Linked DNA regions of Mus musculus: region 2 is linked to region 1. Evidence: chromatin contacts called from public promoter capture Hi-C data. All regions are on one chromosome and are shown on one strand. The core of a region is the stretch at or near the end of the contact, and the rest is flanking DNA. Distances in the headings are between cores, read along the strand shown. Region 1 holds the start of Dhrs11 (dehydrogenase/reductase (SDR family) member 11). Region 2 holds the start of Usp32 (ubiquitin specific peptidase 32).

Region 1 (5,146 bases), core at 1,878-4,377:
GCGAAGGAGATTCTCTTGACACCTTCTAATACCTGGAAGTAAATCTACATATACCTCTGGCCCCATGTCATTCCTCCACCACTGACTGCCAAGACATGCTGAGCTGGTTACTCCAGGGCCCAAATTCTCTTTAACATCAGCCAGTCCCTCCCAGAAGGGCTCAGCTCTGAACTGCCACTTTCTCTTCCCAGGAGGCAGACAGAACTTAAAGGTGAGTCCTATACACAGCTCTCAACGGAGTGCTCCTCTTTCTCCCTACAAGTGGTCAGGATGTCAAGACAGACTCTCTAATCTCTACTACCCCAGCCCCATCCTGAGTTTTCCCCACCTACTCTTAGACACTCCCTGTGCATATCCTCAGGACATTCCGTAGAGCCCTGAGAAAGCAGAGCCACTGAGCTTGGAGGGAACTGACATTTAGAAGTTGGAAGCAAGTAGGCTGTGGGAGGCCAGTGAGTGACTGAGCCTTGTGAAGGTGACTGTGTGATTGCAGCGGGGTGCGGGGAGAAGCTGCCATAGAGGAAAGCCAATTTGGCCAACTGCCCTGGCCTAGAGCCCTCCTCCTCCCCAGTGAAGCTAGAAATAAAAGGCTCAATCAGGTGACCAAATAAATTCTTTCCTGCTCTTTTTTTTTTTTGAGATGGAGTCTCTCTATGTAGTTCTGGATGTCCTAGAACTAGATAGGTGGCTGTTGTAACTTTCTGTGAGTTAAGAAATGGTATGCCCCAGATGGTTAAGAGCACTGATTGCTGTTCCAGAGGTCCTGAGTTCAACTCCCAGCAACCACCTGGTGGCTCACAACCATCTGTCATGGGATCTGATACACTCTCCTGGTGTGCGTCAGAAGTCAGCTACAGTGTACTCGTACAACTAATAATAAATAAATAATTTTTTAAAAAATAGTGCCCCTCTGGGACTCAGAAGCCCCCTTCCACCTGACTTTACTGTCCATGTCTACCTCACAGAATAGGATTTCTCCCAGTAGAATACCAGAACCCAAACTTAGTTTTAATATCAGCAAATTCATCAATGAATAAAAACAGATAGTAAGCAAGAACCCAGAAAAGGAATTCATCTCCCTCCAGACTAAAAGTCCTCAGCAGCAAAGCTATGTGTTTATGTGTATACTTATCTATTTGTATGTGTATGTCTCTGTGTCTATGTGTTTGTATCTGTGTGTGTGTCTGTGTATATATGTGTGTGTCTGTGTGTATGTCTGTGTGTGTGTGTCTATGTGTGTATGTATGTCTATGTGTCTGTATGTGTATATGTCTGTCTATGTGCGTATGTCTGTGTGTGTGTTTGTGCATCTGCGTGTGTTTCTATGTATACGTGTGTCTCTGTGTGTATGTCTGTGTGTCTATGTGTATGTATGTCTGTGTGTGTGTGTGTGTGTATGTGTAGAACATTATCCATCTCTCTGTCATTGTCCCTCCTTGCTTCACTTCTGCCATCTCCATCTGATCTCCAAAATGACCTGAAATCAGGGCTGTCCCCACACAGCAAAGAGGTTCTCTCTTAATGACATGCAGCCACCCTAGGGTTGACTGATCTGCTTGGAGATTCCCTTAGGATTCGGGGAATCCCTTTGCTGGCTAGTTTAGGGTAGAGAAGTGGAAAAGAAGGCAAGACTGGCTTCAGAATTAGGGAATCAAAACTAAAACAAACAAACAAAAAAAACCTAGGGAATCCAGTTGTCCAATCCTGGCCTTAATCCTCTCAGCTCCAAAGATGGGGCTGGGCCCTGTGCTTCTCCAGGGAAGGAGAAGGGTGAAGTGAGGCAATGGTGGAGGCAGGTGACCTTGGGATTATCTGAGAGGCTATAAAGTGTACCTTTGGCCAGTAGCTGGGGAGGGGACAGTCCTCCTTCCTGCAACAACTTCTCCCTTTGCCTCCACCCAAGGCCTCCTTACCCTTTTCTGTCAGAGGACTTTGAGCCATGGTGAAGATAGAGCCCTGCAGGTGGTCCTGCCAGGGCAAATAATGGGAATTTCTCTTGTCTTCTCCCAAATGGCATCTCCTCCCTATCTTTTCTGATCTGATGCTGCTCATAACTCCAGGAACCCCCAAAAGAATGTTAAGAGAAAAACTAGGGAGTTCTGGATCCGTAACATTTTATTTTCTCAAGACTTACAGGTTTAATGCCCTATTTCACCTACTCAGTCCCACCTAGGAAAATGAATCAGAAAAGAGAGAGAGAGAGAGAGAGAGAGAGAGAGAGAGAGAGAGAGAGAGAGAGAGAAAGAGATCTACAAGTAAATATTCCATTCACTCTTTAGGCTCATGGCATGTGAGTTGAGCTCAGATTTGAATTAAAAGGAGAGCTAGCTTCCACCCTAACCTCACCCTCAGTCATGGGTCAAACACTAGCTTCTTGTTCATTGGTTGGCCAGCACTTTACTCGGTGTGGCTTGGGTGAGGTTTGGGGACAAGATGAAACTAACCTAGTCACTTAGACTAGCCAGTTTTTTTTTTTTTTTCTTTTCTTTTTTTCCCCCTTCTCCCTGGCTGCCTAGCTAGCCCTTGACCTCTGGCTTCCTCTTTCACCTGCCAGTATAGGGGGCACAAGATGGCAGGGGTAAGGGAAGAGAATACCAGGGGTCAGGATTTGGTACTCTGCTGCGACACGAACTATCAGGAGTGAATGGCTCTTATAAAAATAGAACTTAGAGAGAACTTAGGTCCTCTCGCTACTAAACAGCACTCCTGCTCTCAAGGCCGTTGCAAATGGCCCTAGGGTAGTAGGCTCAAAAAGAGCAGGGTCTCTGGCTCCGGCCACGGCAACTCTCCCTCCCCTCACTCAAAGCCCTGCCCCATGGAAACGACGTACTCCCCCCTCCCCCAAGAGCGTCCCCGCTGCCTGGCGGAGCCTTACCTCGATGTTGCCAACGGTGCGGGCACAACCCACAACCTTCAGTCCCTGCTGGACTAATGCCCGGGCCACGGCCGCACCGATGCCCCCCGAGGCTCCCGTCACCAGTGCCAGCCGGTCGCGCCACCGCTCCATGCCAGCTCTAGTCATGGTCCCGAGCCGTCTGCCCACCTCGTTCGGCGAACCAGGCACTGGGAGCGGGGAGCTTAGTCTGGGGTTACTGAAGATCGGTGGCTCCCTGGTCACTGCAGTGGGGGACGCCGGCAACTTGGAGTTGCGCCTAGACCCACCCACTATTGGCCCGGCCTCCGGCCCGGGCTCCGCCCTCGGGACCTCCGCATTGGGCCACATGGCGTCCGAGTGGCCACCTTTTCCGGACACGCCCACGCCCGCGCACGAGCCCGTCCTTCCCGCGACAGGCGGAAACCGCACAGCCTTGAGGATAGGGGCCCACCGCGGAAGTGGGGCCTGACAGCCGGTGGAGTTGCTTTTACCGTGAGCGCTTCCCTTTGCGGTGGAGAGCCTCCATCTGCGAGGAAGAGGACGCACGCTCGCACGCACTCAAGGCCTCCTTTGCTCAATCAGCCCTACTTCCAAAGGCCTGAGGACAGGATGGGGGATCTAAAGGTTACTCCAGTGCCCTCCCAAACCACTGGTGACTGACAGTAAGGATTCAATCCAAAAAGCTTAAGGGCCTCTGCCATCAAGGCCAGTTGACCTGAGGAAGGGTTATTGTTCACTGTACCTGATCCTTTGGCTTCACTGGCCAAGTAAATGGTTAAAATACCCAAGTACTCTACACCTAAATGGCACCACGTCTTCAACCGTCCTTGACATCAACCACTCCCAGTCCTACAACGGCGCAAATGTTACACGATGTACATCAATAGTCACCCGCAGAAGCTGACAACTTGAATATCACGTGGTAGCCATAACTTTAAACAGCATGCATAATATACCCTTATAAGATTTTTGAGCCGGGCGTGGTGGCTCATGCCTTTAATCCCAGCACTCGGGAGGCAGAGGCAGGTGGATTTCTCAGTTTGAGGCCAGCCTGGTCTACAGAGTGAGTTCCAGGACAGCCAGGGCTATACAGGGAAACCCTGTCTCGAAAAAAACAACAAAAACAATATTTTTGTTTTTCTTTTGTGCAGGAGCCAACAGAGCTCTACCACAAGGCATGGTGGCACAAGCCGGTAAGGGGACATAAGAGACAGGTCCACGAGTTCAAGGCCATCCTTTAGTAGAGAGTGAATTCCAGGCCAACTGAAACATGAGCCCCTTTCTCAAACACAGTAAGTATACTGGCACATTAAGTGTGAAAAACAACAAAACAAAACAAAACAAAACAAAACAAACAAAAAAAAGAGAAGTGTGATGAAGGCTAGAGAGATGGCTCAGCAGTTAAGAGCACTAGCTGCTCTTCCAGAGGTCCCGAGTTCAATTCCCAGCAAGCACATGGTGGTGGCTCACAACTATCGAAAAAGGTCCGATGCCCTCTTCTGGTGTGTCTGAAGACACCAACAGTGTACCCATACATGCCTGATAATGCCAGCTGGTGGTACATGCCTTTGATTCAGCACTCAGCAGGCAGATCTCTTGAGTTTGTTGCCAGCCTGGTGTACAGTGAGTTCCAGGTCAACCCGGGCTACAGAGAAACCCTGTCTCAAACAAAACAAAACAACAACAACAAAAAATAAAAATAAAAAACCAACAAACTGTTTGATGTCTACCTTCTTCAGATAGCCATCCTTTATGATTTCTGGACATGGATAAGAAGCTCAAAGACCAGGCGCGTGCGTGCCTACCACAGTCACACAACCCATGCTGATGCAGTCCTAGGAGGCTGAGGCAGAATTGTAAACTTGAGGTTAGTGTGAACTAGTGAGACCCTGAGTTTAAAAGAAAAAAAATAAATTCACTTGGGGCCAGAGATGACTCAAGAGGCTAAAAACACTGCCTGTCCTTCTAGAGGACCCTGGTTCAATTCCCAGCACTCACCTAGCAGCTTACAAAGGTCTGCAGCTCCAGCTCTAAGTGATCTAATATCCTCACACAATTACACAGGCAATCAAGAATACCAATGCATTTTTAAAATAGGAATAAAATTTTTTCACTCACTAAGCACCCATCTGGCTATCCTTCATATGGCTGGAAGGGCAATATTAAAACTATTGCTTTTGCAGATCTTATGTAGCCAGGAGTGTAGTTCAGCTGGCAGAGTAAATGCCTAATAAAAAAAGAAAAAAAAAAAATGCCTAGCTGAGAGTATCT
Region 2 (4,968 bases), core at 1,902-4,401, 310 kb after region 1:
GATATCAGCCAAAAAAAATCTTCTAAAATTTGTCTAACACTATATACTTTCAGAAAAGTAAAAGTTGAAATAATTGGCAATCTGGCAAAATAGGATATAAACCCAAAATTCATCCTGATTTCTAGAGCCTCAAACAGACTAGACTGGCCTCTCACTCAAGTCCAGTGTCATCTGTCACTAACACTGTAGTCAAGGCCCCACTTTACTAGACAAACTGCCTGATATTTCTTGTTTGCATTAATGCATCAGATTTCTTTTTAATGTTGTGTAATTATGAACAGGTAGTAGGCAATGCTCATTTAAATTAAAGCCAAAGGGTCAAATAGTTCTATGAGGCTTGTTCTATACTTGTCAAATCCTATTTGCCCCAACTCACCTTATCCAATGTAAACAGATAAACAAAACTGATGCAGGTATTAGTACCTATTTATTCAGGCACCCCCAAAAGGTTCTCAAACCATTCAGCAAAAGCTTACAAAATCTTTCTGTAGTTAAAGTCTGACATCTAATTTGCCTGTTTTAAACATACCCCAGCCTACACTTAGAAACTACTTTATCACCTTGCTCCTCTTTGGTTTAATTTCCCTGCAGCAAAACTGACAAAAACAGAGGCAGGCGGATCTCTGAGTTCAAGGCCAGCCTGGTCTACAGAGTGAGTTCCAGGACAGCCAGGGCTACACAGAGAAACCCTGTCTCGAAAAAACAACAACAACAAAAAAAACCTGACAAAAACAAACCCATTCAAACAACTAAGACTTTAATTCATACCTTGATACTTCTTCAAATATGCATTTTAAAATTTCACGGGCACATTTCATAACACGTTAAACAAAAACCTTTCACCAGATCATTTTTAAATGTATTGATTCCATTTATATTTTAAAATGTACAGTCTTGCAAGGCATGGTGCTGAATGCTTTTTATCCTGCACTTGGGAGGAAGAGGCAGGTGAATCTCTGAGTTTAAGGCCAGCATGATCTACAAAATGATGTTCAGACAGTCAGGCCTACATAGAGAAACCCTGTCTCAAAAAAACAAAATACACAATCTTAATTTGATATAAAGTAAATCAACAAGAGCTGGAATAAAAGTTTAATTTTAGAATTTCTTAACGCCAGGTATATCACTGGTATTCACACCCTTAAACTTAAGGAACACTTCTGAACAGCTGTAAATCATTTGACTGTGCCCTATTTCATGCCATGTAAGCCATAGACTAATTGCCCCCAGACCTGTCAAGCTCAACAGAATTCAGGAAGTGACTGGTCTACTAGGGTTGGAAATAAATCAAGAATTTGGAATATTTCTCATACTGAAACAGAGAGAAAAAGTTCAAGTAAGATTGTACTTAAGAATAATCATCATGCAGCCGGGCGGTGGAGGTGCACGCCTTTAATCCCAGCACTTGGGGGGGCAGAGGCAGGTGGATTTCTGAGTTCGAGGCCAGCCTGGTCTACAAAGTGAGTTCCAGGACAGCCAGGGCTACACAGAGAAACCCTGTCTCGAAAAAACAAAACAAAACAAAACAAAAAAAAAAAAGAATAATCATCATGCAGATATGGTAAGGAAGAACCACTAAAAGGTGTATTTTCGCTATTCTGCTCAGCCCCAAAATTGATGCAGCTACAATTCTGTATCTTATTTTCTGTTTATTAGGTTGTGGGTCCAATGAACTTATTTCTCTTTGTATATGAACTAGATCTCATTTCTAAATCCTCACTTTAAAATGTCTTTTTCATCATATTTTAAGTTTCTATCCCAAGCTACTAAAAACACCTGGCGCATGACTGAATTTACTTATTTATTTATTTATTTATTTATTTTGGTCTTAGAAATCTGTTAACAATAATGTCTGGCCACTAATCTGCTTAATGTTTTTCACTTCTTACCAAGAAAATCCATTAAACATCAAAGAGAACTACAAGCACCACACAGACACACTCTCAAATCTCAGTCATGAAAAATTAAGTCACATTCCGGCCATAAACTGTGCAAGACACTTCCAGTTAGCACGAGCTTTACACTGACAATCGTATCAGAGTAAGTGGTAGGGGGTTGGGGGCTATTAACAACACAGTGTGAATCAGAGCCAAGAGCAGCAGCCGTTGACAGCAAGGCCAGTCTCTGAAGGGAGCTGTAATACAGTATCACAATGCTGGGTTTCCGAATGCCATTTTAAGGGAGCGAGGGGGTAAGAACTGGGAATCAAGTGTACTAAAACCGTCTGATCAATGTCCGAGGAGAGGAAACCTAAGACAAGGTCTTATGAACATCAGCTGTCTAATCTGTTCTCACCTTAAACACAACTTCACTTTCAGGTCGTTCTTAATCAAAGTCAACCGCTCAAAGGGTGAAGGATGGCAGGAGTAAATGGAAGGATAGTCATCGCCCTCAACAGAGAGGCAAAGACCCTGGGAAAACCAGAGGCTCCCTAATAGAAAAGGACTTCCAGGAGCAAAACAGAACGCCCTGTCTTCTCCTCCAGCCAATGCTGTTAGAAACCAGATTAGGATGTTGTCGGAGGCTTTTTTTTTTTTTTTTAAATGAAAGAGTGATATGAGAAAATGGCACTGAAGGATGAGGGGGCCTGGAAGGGTTGAGCCACCCAAGAACCGATGGTCAGGGCTTCCCTGCACCTAAACAAGATAACAACGCCAACCGAGTGCACCGGCAATGGCCAGCCAGCGCCCGGTACCCCCGTCACTGCCAAAGCTTCGCCCCCTCCCCTAGTGCCCCAATTCCCACACCCCGCTTCCCCTTCCACCTCCCTGCCCTCGATATTCCCACGGCTGGCCTCCCGGGTCCTTCGCCAGGCACCCCACGCCCCAGCCTCCTCTCCCTCCGGCCACCCACCCCTGGGCGCTCCGCGCTGGCCTCCCCGCAGCTCACTCGACCCCTCCCCCTCACCTCTCCTCAGCGCCTCCTCGTAGCTGAGGAATCCGATCCGTGACTCCTTGGCGCCCATGCTCCCCTCATCCCCTCGGCCGGGGGTCGGAGCCTGCTTTCGCCCCCACCCCCCTCCCGCCTCCTTCGCGGCGTCGCCGGCTGACGGTGTCGGCGTCCCCGGCCCCCTCCTCCCCCAACACTAACAAGTGCGGCTTCTGCCCCAGCGACTCCTCCCGGCCGCCGCCGCCGCCTCCATGCCGAGTCACGTGACCCGCTCCCACCCCGCCCCCTTCCCCTCCCTCCTACTCCGCCCTTCTCCTCTCTCTCCTCCCTTCGCGTCTCGCCTCACTCCTCCTCTCCTCCCTTCCGCCCCCACCCCGCCCTCCCGCCAGCACCGCCGCGGGTCACCTGACCCAAGGCCCGGGACGGTTCCGGGTAATGGCCGCCGGGGGGCCACGCTCCGCCCCACCCCACGCTAAGAGCGCGCAGGGGGGGCGGGGCGGCCTCGCCACACGTAGCACGTCATCCCTATCTTCCTGCCAATCCTAGGCCTCGAATCCCGCCGCGGCGCTCAGCTGGCCAAGAGGGCAGTGACTTCCGGGGCGCCCGAGGACGGGTCTTCCCGCCCCCCACGTTCTGGCGTTCGACGGGCGGGGCCGGAGCGATGACGGTTGGTGCTGCGGTGGCCGCGACCCACCTTGGAAGACTAGGGGAATGTTAGGGAGCAGGGGGGGTCTGAGGAAAGCGGTGCGGGCGACAAAAGGAGCGGGCAGGCGGGGGACCCCTAACGTTCGGGGGATGTTGGCAGAAGTGGAAGATGAGACTCACGGCTTCTCTGAGAAGATACCTCTTTTTCCTTCTAGAGATGGAGCCTCAGGACAGGGCAGTGGACCTTGTCGCAGTATTTTACTTTCTACGCCTTCCCATTCTCCAAACGCGGCTGCCTTAGCTTTTCTTTCAGAGGCCCAAGCCACTATGTTGGTCCATTTTTCCCTCTGAACCTGTTGCCTCCCTCCCCCAATTTTTTTAAGCCGCATTAGATGTTTTGTTTTGGGTGTTTGTTTCTGACGCAGGGTTCTGCTTTGTAACCCAGGCTGTCCTCGAACTTGTAGATTCGCGTGCCTCAGTTTCCCATGTACTGGTTCTACAAGAAACACCACACCCAGCCCTGCCACCTTCATGCTTCAACCAAACACTTGCCCTCTAAAAATGAGACAGTTCAAAACTGAGTAGCTTGCTTTAAAATACATATATTTTATGTATAATACATATGTATATAGTGTGTGTGTGTGAATTTAGTAGCATTAACATTTACATCGTTATTCAGTCTTAGTTTATCTTCAGGACTACTTGATCTAGTAGAGAACTGAAACTTTCAACAGTAATGTTGGTTCATCAAGGCAACTACATTTCTCCTGTGACTGGCTTATTTCACTTAACATGGCTCATTGTGTTGTAGCATATCAGGCATGTGGTTCAGCAATTCCACTTCTCAGTATATAGTCCCGAAGTATGTCTTTAAAGGGATGTGTGAACAGCTATTTATGCACTCAGCATTTATAGTATATACAATAGTCAAAACGTTAAAAATAAATGTCATAAGTTAGTAAACAAAATGTGGTGTATAAACACAATGGAATGTTTTTCCATTTCCTTTTTCTGGGTGGGGGAACCAGTGAGACAAGTTCTAGCAGTTGCCTGGACTGGGACTTGTGGCAGTCCTCCTGTCTCTGCCTCCAGATGTTGGAAGCCTATGCCCCACACCTGGTTCCCATTTCATTTTCACTCTGATGTGTATCTGTCTTCACCATGAAAGTCATGCCATTGGGTGGGTGGATATGGGGGACTTTTGGTATAGCATTGGAAATGTAAATGAGTTAAATACCTAATAAAAAATGGAAAAAAAAATAAAAATAAAAATAAATACTGGCAAAAGAAAACAGAAAAAAAAAAAAAAAAAAGAAAGTCATGCCATGAAGCTTCTCAATAAGGAAACATTGAAAACAATAGCTGTTTGATCTGAGGAGACTGGAGGTGCCAATTAGATCATTTAGGCCCGGCAAAAAATGATTTCAGTTCCTG

Evidence for each region. Promoter capture Hi-C pulls out the DNA fragments that hold promoters and counts their contacts.
Region 2: a promoter capture Hi-C map of pre-B cells shows a contact between it and region 1, with 4 times the contacts expected there. The contact joins the promoter of Usp32 here to the promoter of Dhrs11 in region 1. A contact is called at or near these places in 17 of 39 promoter capture datasets (the 3T3-L1 cell line, 3T3-L1-derived adipocytes, the C10 cell line and 11 more), 1 of 15 datasets of contacts at CTCF or cohesin (the NIH/3T3 cell line), 13 of 484 Hi-C or Micro-C datasets (CD4 T cells, CD8 T cells, the HL-1 cell line and 6 more), 4 of 115 datasets of contacts at active chromatin or transcription factors (effector CD8 T cells, embryonic stem cells, fetal liver and 1 more) and 3 of 9 other capture datasets (adipose tissue, liver and pancreatic islet).

Annotation. Positions count from the first base shown.
Region 1 is chr11:84,825,876-84,831,021 of GRCm38.p6, forward strand. Dhrs11 (dehydrogenase/reductase (SDR family) member 11) reads right to left here and starts at 3,128. Exons shown (of 7, transcript NM_177564.5): 1 at 2,876-3,128. The coding sequence starts at 3,022. 4930502E09Rik (RIKEN cDNA 4930502E09 gene) reads left to right here and starts at 3,303. Exons shown (of 3, transcript NR_046281.1): 1 at 3,303-3,537; 2 at 4,027-4,167; 3 at 4,615-4,993.
Region 2 is chr11:85,136,804-85,141,771 of GRCm38.p6, forward strand. It overlaps Usp32 (ubiquitin specific peptidase 32), which reads right to left and starts at 3,152. Exons shown (of 34, transcript NM_001029934.1): 1 at 2,908-3,152. The coding sequence starts at 2,965. It also overlaps a transcript of 1700125H20Rik not described here.